Regions from separate parts of the Mus musculus genome. Here region 1 is linked to region 2. Evidence: chromatin contacts called from public Hi-C data. All regions are on one chromosome and are shown on one strand. The core of a region is the stretch at or near the end of the contact, and the rest is flanking DNA. Distances in the headings are between cores, read along the strand shown. Region 1 holds the start of Gli3 (GLI-Kruppel family member GLI3). Region 2 has its middle 88 kb from the start of Gm31066.

Region 1 (4,438 bases), core at 776-3,275, 360 kb before region 2:
TACTTTAGGCCAGTTCTTGAAGAATTCAGTCTATAACTCGTGAAGACATCAAACAGTGCAAGCTTGTGACATGAGAACGAAGGAAAGGTTTCCCCTAAAATAGACTAAAATGAGATTATTTCAGATGGCAGAGCACAGTTCCCCTTCCCCCAGCCATGCCCAATGCTCTCAAGCTGCAACTCTTTTTCTAGAAGTTATTTCCACCAGACACATATTTCAGGAAAAGAAAGAAAGAAAGAAAGAAAGAAAGAAAGAAAGGAAGGAAGGAAGGAAGGAAGGAAGAAAGAAAGAAAGAAAGAAAGAAAGAAAGAAAGAAAGAAAGAAAGAAAAGAGAAGCAAGCTAGCTAACCAGCCTGCCGGCCTCATCCAAGTTCTGCACAAAATCATTTAGAAAGGGGAGTGGGGGGTTAATCACTTGAATGTTCAGCAGAGTGCACGTACTGGGCTGTGAAAAGCTGTAATTGAGGAGGAGAAGGAGAGGAAAAGAAGGGCACGAGGTGTTTTTGGAACTAATAATACCAGCGGGGCTAATGGCACTGCCCCTGTATTTGCACAGCGGCCGGCCCTCCATACCTCGGACTAAAGAGTTCTTTTACTTGAGGACGACAGTCCATCATTTCAAACTGAAGTGGCAGCTGGAAAATGTGGAACAGCTGGCACAGAGCTGGGAGAAAATGTTTTACATAAATATATGTACATATAAACTGGCAGAGGGCCATGAGCACTGTACCCAAGGCCAGAATCTACAACCAAGTTGGGGGAGGAGAAAGGGTAAACGCGGTGCAGGAAACTTCCCTAAGTGGTCTTTACACACACACAGCCAAGAAAGCCTGGGGGGAGGGGGGGTATGGCTTGGTACTCAAAAAGGTGCACTCCGGGACACAGGCACAAAGTTCACAGAAGGATACTAAGTTCATCAAAGGATAATAAGCAAAGGCCGGGCCGAGTGTGAGGGCATGTGGCCATCTGCTGAAAAGTCGCTTCACCAACTATTCAAATGTATGATCAATATTAACTCTGCCACATCCTCGGGGTCCCACTGCAACTCCAGAAAGTTAAGTGTCCCCAGCAGAGTAGAGTGATCCGTACCCAACTCTGCTCTGTGCAAATTCGGCCTCTTGGTTACCGCAAGGGCCACGGCTACTTTTCTTTCTTTCTCTTTTCTTTCTTTCTGCTCTACCTCTGGAAAGGAAGAGACAGAGTTCCAAATCACGCACAGATGGCACAACTTTCACTTTTCCTCTCCCACCGCGGAGGCGCGCCCTCCATCCGCTCACCCCGCACCCCCACCCTCAGAAGTGAAGGCGGGACCCTGGAGAGCGGGGCAGCGGCGGCTCGGCGCATCCCCAGGCGCTGCGCGCAAGCCAAGCTGCGGCTTGCGGGGGCGCGAGGACCAGCCGCAGCTCCGGACTCCCGGAGCTCTGCGCAGCACTTGGCGAGAAGTAGGCACGGACGCCGCCGCTGCAAACTTGGTCCGCGCGCCCTGGGGCAGGAGCTCTGCAGTCCGGAGAGCCGAGACCCGATCCCCGAGAGCGCGGGAAGGCGCGAGCGCACACAAGCCGCTCCGACGCCGCCGGGAAGCTCGACAGGGAGGGCTGCGGGGCCCGCAAAACAAAGAACTTCAGGCGGGACGTACCTGCGGCTTTGGCTGTCAGGTCCCAAATCCACAGACCTGCGCCGGCGGAGCGGCAGGCGGACTCGGGCTACCGTGGATGGCCTGACTGATCCCAGCGTGCGGCCCCGGCGGGCATGGTGTGGCGTGGGCCGGCGACGGGGCGAGCGGGCGAGGAGGGGAGCGGCGGGCGGGCGGACGAGTGTGCGGGCGCCGGCGGTGCGGCCCGGTCCGCTCCCTCCCGCCGCTGCAGCCCGCGCATCAGTTTCAGGGATCCTGTAATCTGATCCCTCTGAGTCACCGGCCCTGAGTGACAGTTCTGATTTGGTTCAACCGCGGGTGGGAGGAGAAAGAGAAAGAAAGGAGCCCCCCGACCGTCAAGTCGACTTTTCAACGACTAAGGGCCCGTCCAGGCCGAGCGCCCCGGTTGCAAAAGTTGAGCTCCGCCGCGCGCGCCCTTCGCGCTCCCCTCCGCGCGCTCCTGCGCTCCTCCTCCTCCCCGCCCTCCTTCCCCAAGTTTTCACAGATGTGGTCAGACTCTGCTCTCCTTCCCGGCTCCTTCTTCCCTCGCGCGCCCCCACCCCCGCCCCGTCCCTCTAATTTCCGCCACTCGGAGGAGCGCTGGGGGGGACGCGCCGAGCCGCGGGACGACGCCGCCGCCGCCGCCGCCGCCGCCGCCGCAGGGGGCGAAGTTGGTTTAAAAACTTGGGAAGACTGCTCGCCTTACTTTGCTTTCCCGCTCCTTTCCAGGCCGCGCCCGGCGGGGTCCCGCTCCGCGCGCGCGGATCCCAGGGCGCTGCGCTGAGGGGCGGCACTGAGGCCGCGCGTCGGGCCGGGCAGGGCTGGCGCGGGCAGCCGGGAGCCACGCGCTCCACCGCCTCCGCCCCTCCCGGGTCCTCACACAGACACATCCAGGCCTGCTCCTCCTCTTCCCCCTCCTTGACCCCGCGCCCGCGCGGCGCGCCAGGCCCCACCCACCCGGCAGGAGGAAGGGGCCCGCGGGTGATGTCACCCGAGCCCTCCAGGCCTGCGCTCCCGCGCAGCCGAGCAGCCGGGGCTCGCGCGCTGCCGGGCGCTTCGCCCATGCCGCCTCTCTTCGCCCCCCCCCCCCCCAACTCCGCTCTCGGGCTGGACTCCCCTTCCTTCTCTAGAGACCTCTCAGATCGCCACTGCCCCACCCCCGCACACCTCCTGGTACTTTTCCCTAGGCCAAGCCTGAAACTTCCTCTCGCGGGATGATGCTTTTGAAAGTTGAAGACTTTCCTCCCCGTTGCGTTAAACTCCGTTTGGGACGTCTCGCCGTACAGCCTACTGTCCCCGTGGGCCACTTTGCAAAGAACACAAAGACCCGAGCTGGGAACCGGGACTTGAGCTGAGAACCCTGACTTGCACGGGGTTCTTTTCCTTAAGATGCAGAGTGCCTGTCCTTGGTTTCTTTTAAAAGACCCATGTTACTTCAACGGGCCAGTGCACTCATCTCTCTCTCCCCATCCAGGTACTCACCCCAACCTGTTACTTGAAAGGGAGGATTTCAAGGGGGTGGAAGAAAGAAGAAAACCCAAGAGACATTCCAGAATACCGGAGTAAGCAGTTGGCCCACCAGGAGTGCCTTGGTGCTCAGGGTGCTCTGTGGCAGCCGTCTTGAAGGCAGAGTGGGTGGATGAATAGCTATAATAATTTGAAGAACATTTTGAAATTCACGTGCTAAACTGGGGAAAATTTTTAACGGAATTGACAGTGTATTCGTTATTTGTTTCTGGTGACTTGTTGCTTATGACAAAGACAAAAGCAGAGAGTGACTTAAGCTTTCAGTGTGGGGCTCCAGACACTTCTTAGCCATTTTTAAGCTTTCTCTCCGCTACAACACTCTGTAAGGCAAAGAGTGAAACATCCTTCACTCATCTCGGAGTGCAGGAATATCAACAGAGGTAGCCCCAACCCTCCCCTCAGTAACTGGCCCCAGGCCCCAGAGTATTCCCTCAGCCTCTGTAGACTCTGAGCCCACAGTAGATGAGCGAGAAAATGCAGTCCTCCTAAGTCCCGGGACGGCTATGGATCTCCAGTGAGATTATACCTGCAAAGTTATAAAAGACGACATCGTGTGTGAGAACTATTTTCCTTTTTGGTATTTCAAGTTAGTCAGAGGGATGGTGTGTTTCATTAATGTCAGATACATTGTTTCTGGCATTTGGGGCTGCTGCTGCCTCCACCGCGAGAATGTAAATACTGCATCCTGATAGTTTTCTCTGCTTATCCAGTGGCAAAAGGGACAGCCCATAAATCACCGGGCATAAAATATAAATTTTGACTTTTACTTCTTACAGTCTCGCAGCACATTCTGAGTCATAAAGATCTTGATTTGGGGTTCTAAAAAACACTGGAACAAAGAAAAACATTGCAAAGCTTCCTTCCCACCACGCTATCAGAACTTAGCTAATAACCAAGAAGGAACTCCGCTTTGCATCCTAAACTTTGATTCCCTCACCTTAGGAGAGGTGGGCAACTCAGATTGGCTGACAAACGCATGCACGTGAACATGGTTTACAGAAATGGTAAAGAAAAAAAAAAAATTGCCTCGCTGTGAGTTAAATAATGTCATGGAGTTTCAATACATGTTAGCTTCATAACTCTTTTGCCCAGGGAAATCTTGGATACAAATCCCAAAATGAAACAAGAGGAATTCTTGAAGGTGGGGTGTCCTTAAAATTGGAACCTTAAATCTTATGCATCACCCACCTCCTGTCCTGCAGAGGCTCCTAAGTTATCTCTTAACTCAGTAGAGGGACTTCTGTTAATTAAGGAGCCATTAGGTAGGATGCATAGGGA
Region 2 (4,883 bases), core at 802-3,301:
CCTTGATAATTTTGTCTAATGTATTTTGATCATATTTACTTTTTGCTCAACTCATCTCAGGCTCATCCTATTTCCCTATCCATCTGAATTTGTCTCCTTTTGGTTTTCTTTTTCTTTTTTTAATCCATCAATTCTAACTTGTGCTACTCACATATTATTGGATGCCTGGCATGGTCAAGTTCTCAGGGGTAACAGTCTCACAGGAAACTAACTCTCTCAGAAGCTATTCAGCTCAGGGTGGAAACTCACATTTATGTCCCAATCCATGCTGAGGTTTCATCTGTCTTGAGCTTGTGCATGCTGTCATAAACACCACGAGCTCATATGTAAAGCTCTCCTGTGGTGTCTAGAGGATACTGCATTCTTGTTTTCATCTACCACCTATGGCTCTTTAAGTTTTTCTGCCACAATTCCACAATAGACCTTAAGTCTTGAGAAGAGGAGGTGTGGCATAAATGTCCCCTCTAGGATGGGCATCAACTTATTCTCTCCACCTTGGTCAGTGACTTTTCGTGTTTTTCAACATCTACTGCAAATAGAACCTTCTCTGGTGAGGGTTAAGAATGCATTAATATACAGTGTCACAAATAAGTCATTATAAGTTAGTTTAATACTATGTCTATTTGTCAAAACAACAGCAGAAGTTTCTCTCTTAGGGTCTATGATTTGTCTAGCTGTATGTTCTTGGCCTGACAATGGTGCCGCATATAAGTTTCATCTTGTGGAGTAGGATATAAATCCAATCAGAAAGTGGTTATCTAATTTCTACAACTGCACAAAACATTCTCACCAGAGTTCAGGACTAGCCTGTTTAAAACACAAGCCTGTCTGCGTGGTAGTGTACACTAGGAGGACATTGTGGGGGAAGGGGGACAGACATTTTAGATTCAAATAACAGTGGGATGCCACTGTATCTTATACTAGAAGGTATCTTATAAACTTCCAACTTCTTGTAATACAAGTCTCACGAAGATTCACATAAGTATTTCACTACTGCCAAATAGCTTTTTGTAGGGGGTGAGGCAGCTGTCTGTGTTCAACAGGCATGTCTTATTTTCAATAGATCTCTTAATTCAGGTTCCTTTCTACTCAAGAGATCAAATACACTCATGTTCAAGTCTCAAAGCCTATTGGAAGAACTCTCAGAGTTATGCATTTAAGGTTATTTCTTCTTGGTTGCCATGGTTTGCCAGGGCTCATAATGACACAGTAGAAAATAACTTCCTGTATCTAACAGAGTACATTATCTTGCTATGTTCGTTAGAAATTGAGATCATGCCACATTTATGTGGAAATACAGTTTTCTAGTTGTCAAAATTTTTCTGGCTCCCTTCCTTGGCTAAGAAATCTTAATTGATACAGAGCAGAGCACACCACTAAAGTAAAAAAGAAAACCTCACTGAATTCTGCTTACATGACAATGCTGGCTACTTCTTGAGTTTATATAAAATATGAATCTGTCATATTAACGCTGGAAAAACAAATGCATTTAAAATTCTCAGGCTTTATAGGGAGTCTGTTGCTGCTTTTGGCTCTGTGGTATTTCTCTGAATTCTTTGGAACAAAGCCCCCAACTTTACATCTTTCAAAGAAGGGATTTGAACTAAAAGCAGTCTTCTTAGCTTCTCAGGGTTCACAGGGTGCCCCCTTTTTTTTCATGAAGATCCCTCGAGAGTCACAATCATTTGATGATGTTTTTGGGTCATTTACCTAAACTCAAAGACAGAAAGTCTTAATACAACTTGCTTTGTTTAACAAAGAAGGCTTTGTTTTCCAAGCCTCCGTGGCTTTGGTGACCTGGAAAATCTTATTATCCAGATGAGAAGAGAAAAATCTACTCCCAACTCTAGGACACGGCAGCTCCTTGGAGGCTTGTGGGGAGCTTCTCAATTAGGGAGCTGAGCTAAACATGTCAGGGCTGGCACATTGGACCCAGGGTCCTCTCACCCTTCATCCAGCGTTGCTGGGTTAAGGTATCCTTAAGCTCTCTGTCAAAATAGCATGAGTTCAAGAGACTCACTTCCTGACCTCAAGACAGGAATGGAGGGGGAGGCTAACGCAGCCTGGGAGTAGCTGGATCAGGGAGAGATGACTGTGCTATCTAAACAGGGATTTGGATTGAGCAGAGGCCGGCTTTAAACAACTTTCCTCTAACAAACTAGCATGGCTAAACAGAACTGTAAAAGCATTTTCTTTACCCTTTGTCCTTGATTTCAAAAGGAGCAAAATGTGCTCCGCTTTGCTCCCTTTCCCTCTTATCTAAGAGGGAAAAGACTTTTAAACTCCAGACCTCCAGGAATATCGCTGCAAAGCTTTTGCAGTGCCCTGATAGTGTGTCTGAAAGAAATAAAGCACAGGTGGTGGCAATGCTCCAATCTCCAAAGCTGTCTGGGCATTTTAGGATGCCGCTGTTCTGAAGGTGAAGCCAGGAGGTGTTGCCTGCACTTGGAGGACTCTGAATATCAAACTGAAAGTACCACAAACTGAGGTCGTAGAAAATGAAAATGATCGCTTCATCAGGGATTCTTAGACAATACTAGCATCTTCAAATTCATTATCTTAGTTTCTTTTCTCTTACTGAAACAGGATTGTGAGAACTTAAGGAAATAGACTTGCTTTATCTCATGTTTCTATGAATTCAAGGGCAGGGCACCAGCAGATCTCAGGTAGAAAGGAGAAGGATAATGGTACTGGAATAGAAATGTTTGAGGTATGACCTTGTGTCACAACAACCCACTTTAAAGTTTATTTATGCTACTGTTTGAGAGTGTGAACTCAATTGTTTTCTGAGGGCCTTGCTTTCCCTACATTCAAACTCCTCTCACAGACCTGCTTCCCAACAGTGAGCACCGAGAAACTGAACCCTAATGTGTGTTCAATGGGCACAAGCCTTATTGAAACTTGAACATGTATTTAAAAAACATCTTAGAGGTAAGACTTTATCAACTCTTGCTGTTCTGTCCCATGTAAAAGAAAACGTCTCGAAACGTTGTTTGTAATCTAACTACACTCTCTATTCATACTGAACCTCTCAAACCTATCAGAATTGAATAACAGTGAGCATAGTTGTGCATGCCTGTATTCCTGCCATTGACAAGACTGAGGCAGGAGGATGGTGAGCTTCAGGTCGCTATAAGCTATGTGCCAATAGCCTCCTCTAAAGATGGAGTTTTGACAATAGCTGTAAATTGGAAATGGAGCACCACATTGGGACCTGGGTGCTTGCCTCATATTCATGCCCAGGTTTTCTATTGCATACAAGGACATAAATCTGACTGATGATAGTAGGGCTATACAATGGAAGGAACTCTACAACGCTTTCCCTTTTTGGCAATATTTCCTGAGCCGTAAACACATGAGCTGTGATGTGTGGATCTACCACTTGGGGCTGGGCTCCACCATGATGGGTTGATTTCTACACTTTTTCCTGTTGTGTTTTTCTGTGATGGTCTCTATTTGTTTTAAAGAGAGGCTTCTCTGAGGAGGGATGGTAGCTATACTTATCTGAGAATATAGTGGTAAGATTTAGAATGTAGTAAAAATTATACCAGTCAAGAGAACTGGTGGTGAATAGCCTGTGTTCTAAGATTTATGACCTCACTAACCTCAGTAAGCTGGCTAGCTTTCCAGTACCAGAAATGGATTCCCTCCTGTTTGGTGGGACTGAAGTCCAATTAAACAGTTGCTGGTTGCAACTGACATGTGAACACCACTTATTGTACCTTTATAGTTCATCCTTATAGCAATTGTAATTGTATATATTCCTACTTGCTTTCACTTTTGTATGAACTAGTCAACAAACACTGATCAAACCTTTGCATTTAGATCTTTGTCTCTTTAGGTTCTTTAAAATGAAGCAGTTTCTTAGTTTGTGCAGGCTATCTGTCCAAATTGGTTTATTTCTTACTTCTTTGCAATTATATTTCCATCATATATTTGTGCAGATTTGCCACAGAAGTATTGCTGTGTCTCTTAGGTTCACAATATTAGGGTACAATATAAGTCCCCCCTCCAACGCTGGTGATGTGGATTTTATCATGTTGTTAATTTTGATGATTGTTGAACTTTTAAAAGTAGTGTTCCATGCTCCTCTATGTTCATAGCAGCCTTATTTATGATAGCCTGGAGCTGGAAAGAACCCAGATGTCCTTCAACAGAGGAATGGATATAGAAAACGTGATACATTTACACAATGGAGTACTACTCAGCTCTTAAAATGATGAATTCATTAAATTCTTAGACAAATGCATGGAACTAGAAAATATACTGAGTGAGGTAACCCAATCACAAAAGAAAACATATGGTATGCACTCACTCATAAATTGATATTAGCCCAAATGCTTGGAATACCCAAGATACAATTCACAGACCATATGAAGCTCAAGAAGAAGGAAGACCAAAGTGTGGATGCTTCAGTCCTTCTTAGAGGAGGGAACTAAATACTCACAGGAGGAAATTCAGAGACAAAGTGTGGAGCAGAGACTGAAGGAAAGGCCATCCAGACACTGCCCCACTTAGGGATCCATCCCATACACAGTCACCAAACCCAGACGCTACTGCAGATGTTAAGAAGTGCTTGCTGACATGAGTCCGATTTGGCTGTCTCCTGAGAGGCTCTACCAGAGCCTGACAAGTACATAGGTGGATGCTCTCAGCCAACCATTGAACTGAGCACAGGTTTCCGAATGGAGGAGTTAGAGAAAGGACTGAAGGAGCTGAAGGGTTTGCAACCCAATAGGAAGAACAACTGTGTCAAGCAACCAGAGTCCCCAGAGCTCCCAGAGCCTAAGCCATCAACAAAGGAGTACACATGGCTCCAGTTGCATATGTAGCAGAGGATGGCCTTGTCATGCATCAATGGAAAGAGAGGTCCTTTGTCCTAT

Evidence for each region. A called contact is a pair of places that touch in the nucleus more often than the background predicts.
Region 1: a Hi-C map of uterus shows a contact between it and region 2, with 6 times the contacts expected there. The contact joins the promoter of Gli3 here to the enhancer-like site in region 2. A contact is called at or near these places in 1 of 39 promoter capture datasets (cranial neural crest), 2 of 484 Hi-C or Micro-C datasets (stem cell-derived neural stem cells and uterus) and 2 of 115 datasets of contacts at active chromatin or transcription factors (cardiomyocytes and embryonic limb bud).

Annotation. Positions count from the first base shown.
Region 1 is chr13:15,461,310-15,465,747 of GRCm38.p6, reverse strand. Gli3 (GLI-Kruppel family member GLI3) reads right to left here and starts at 2,025. Exons shown (of 15, transcript NM_008130.3): 1 at 1,637-2,025. Gm6556 (a long non-coding RNA gene) reads left to right here and starts at 1,130. Exons shown (of 1, transcript XR_001780862.2): 1 at 1,130-4,438.
Region 2 is chr13:15,105,024-15,109,906 of GRCm38.p6, reverse strand. It overlaps the pseudogene Gm9512. Among named protein-coding and RNA genes, the nearest start is that of Gm31066, 88 kb to the right of the region's middle. Within about 2 kb of position 2,051, at least 18 of the 459 cell types and tissues checked have an H3K27ac peak or open chromatin away from gene starts, as enhancers often do. A contact at or near this core is called in uterus, where this site is marked.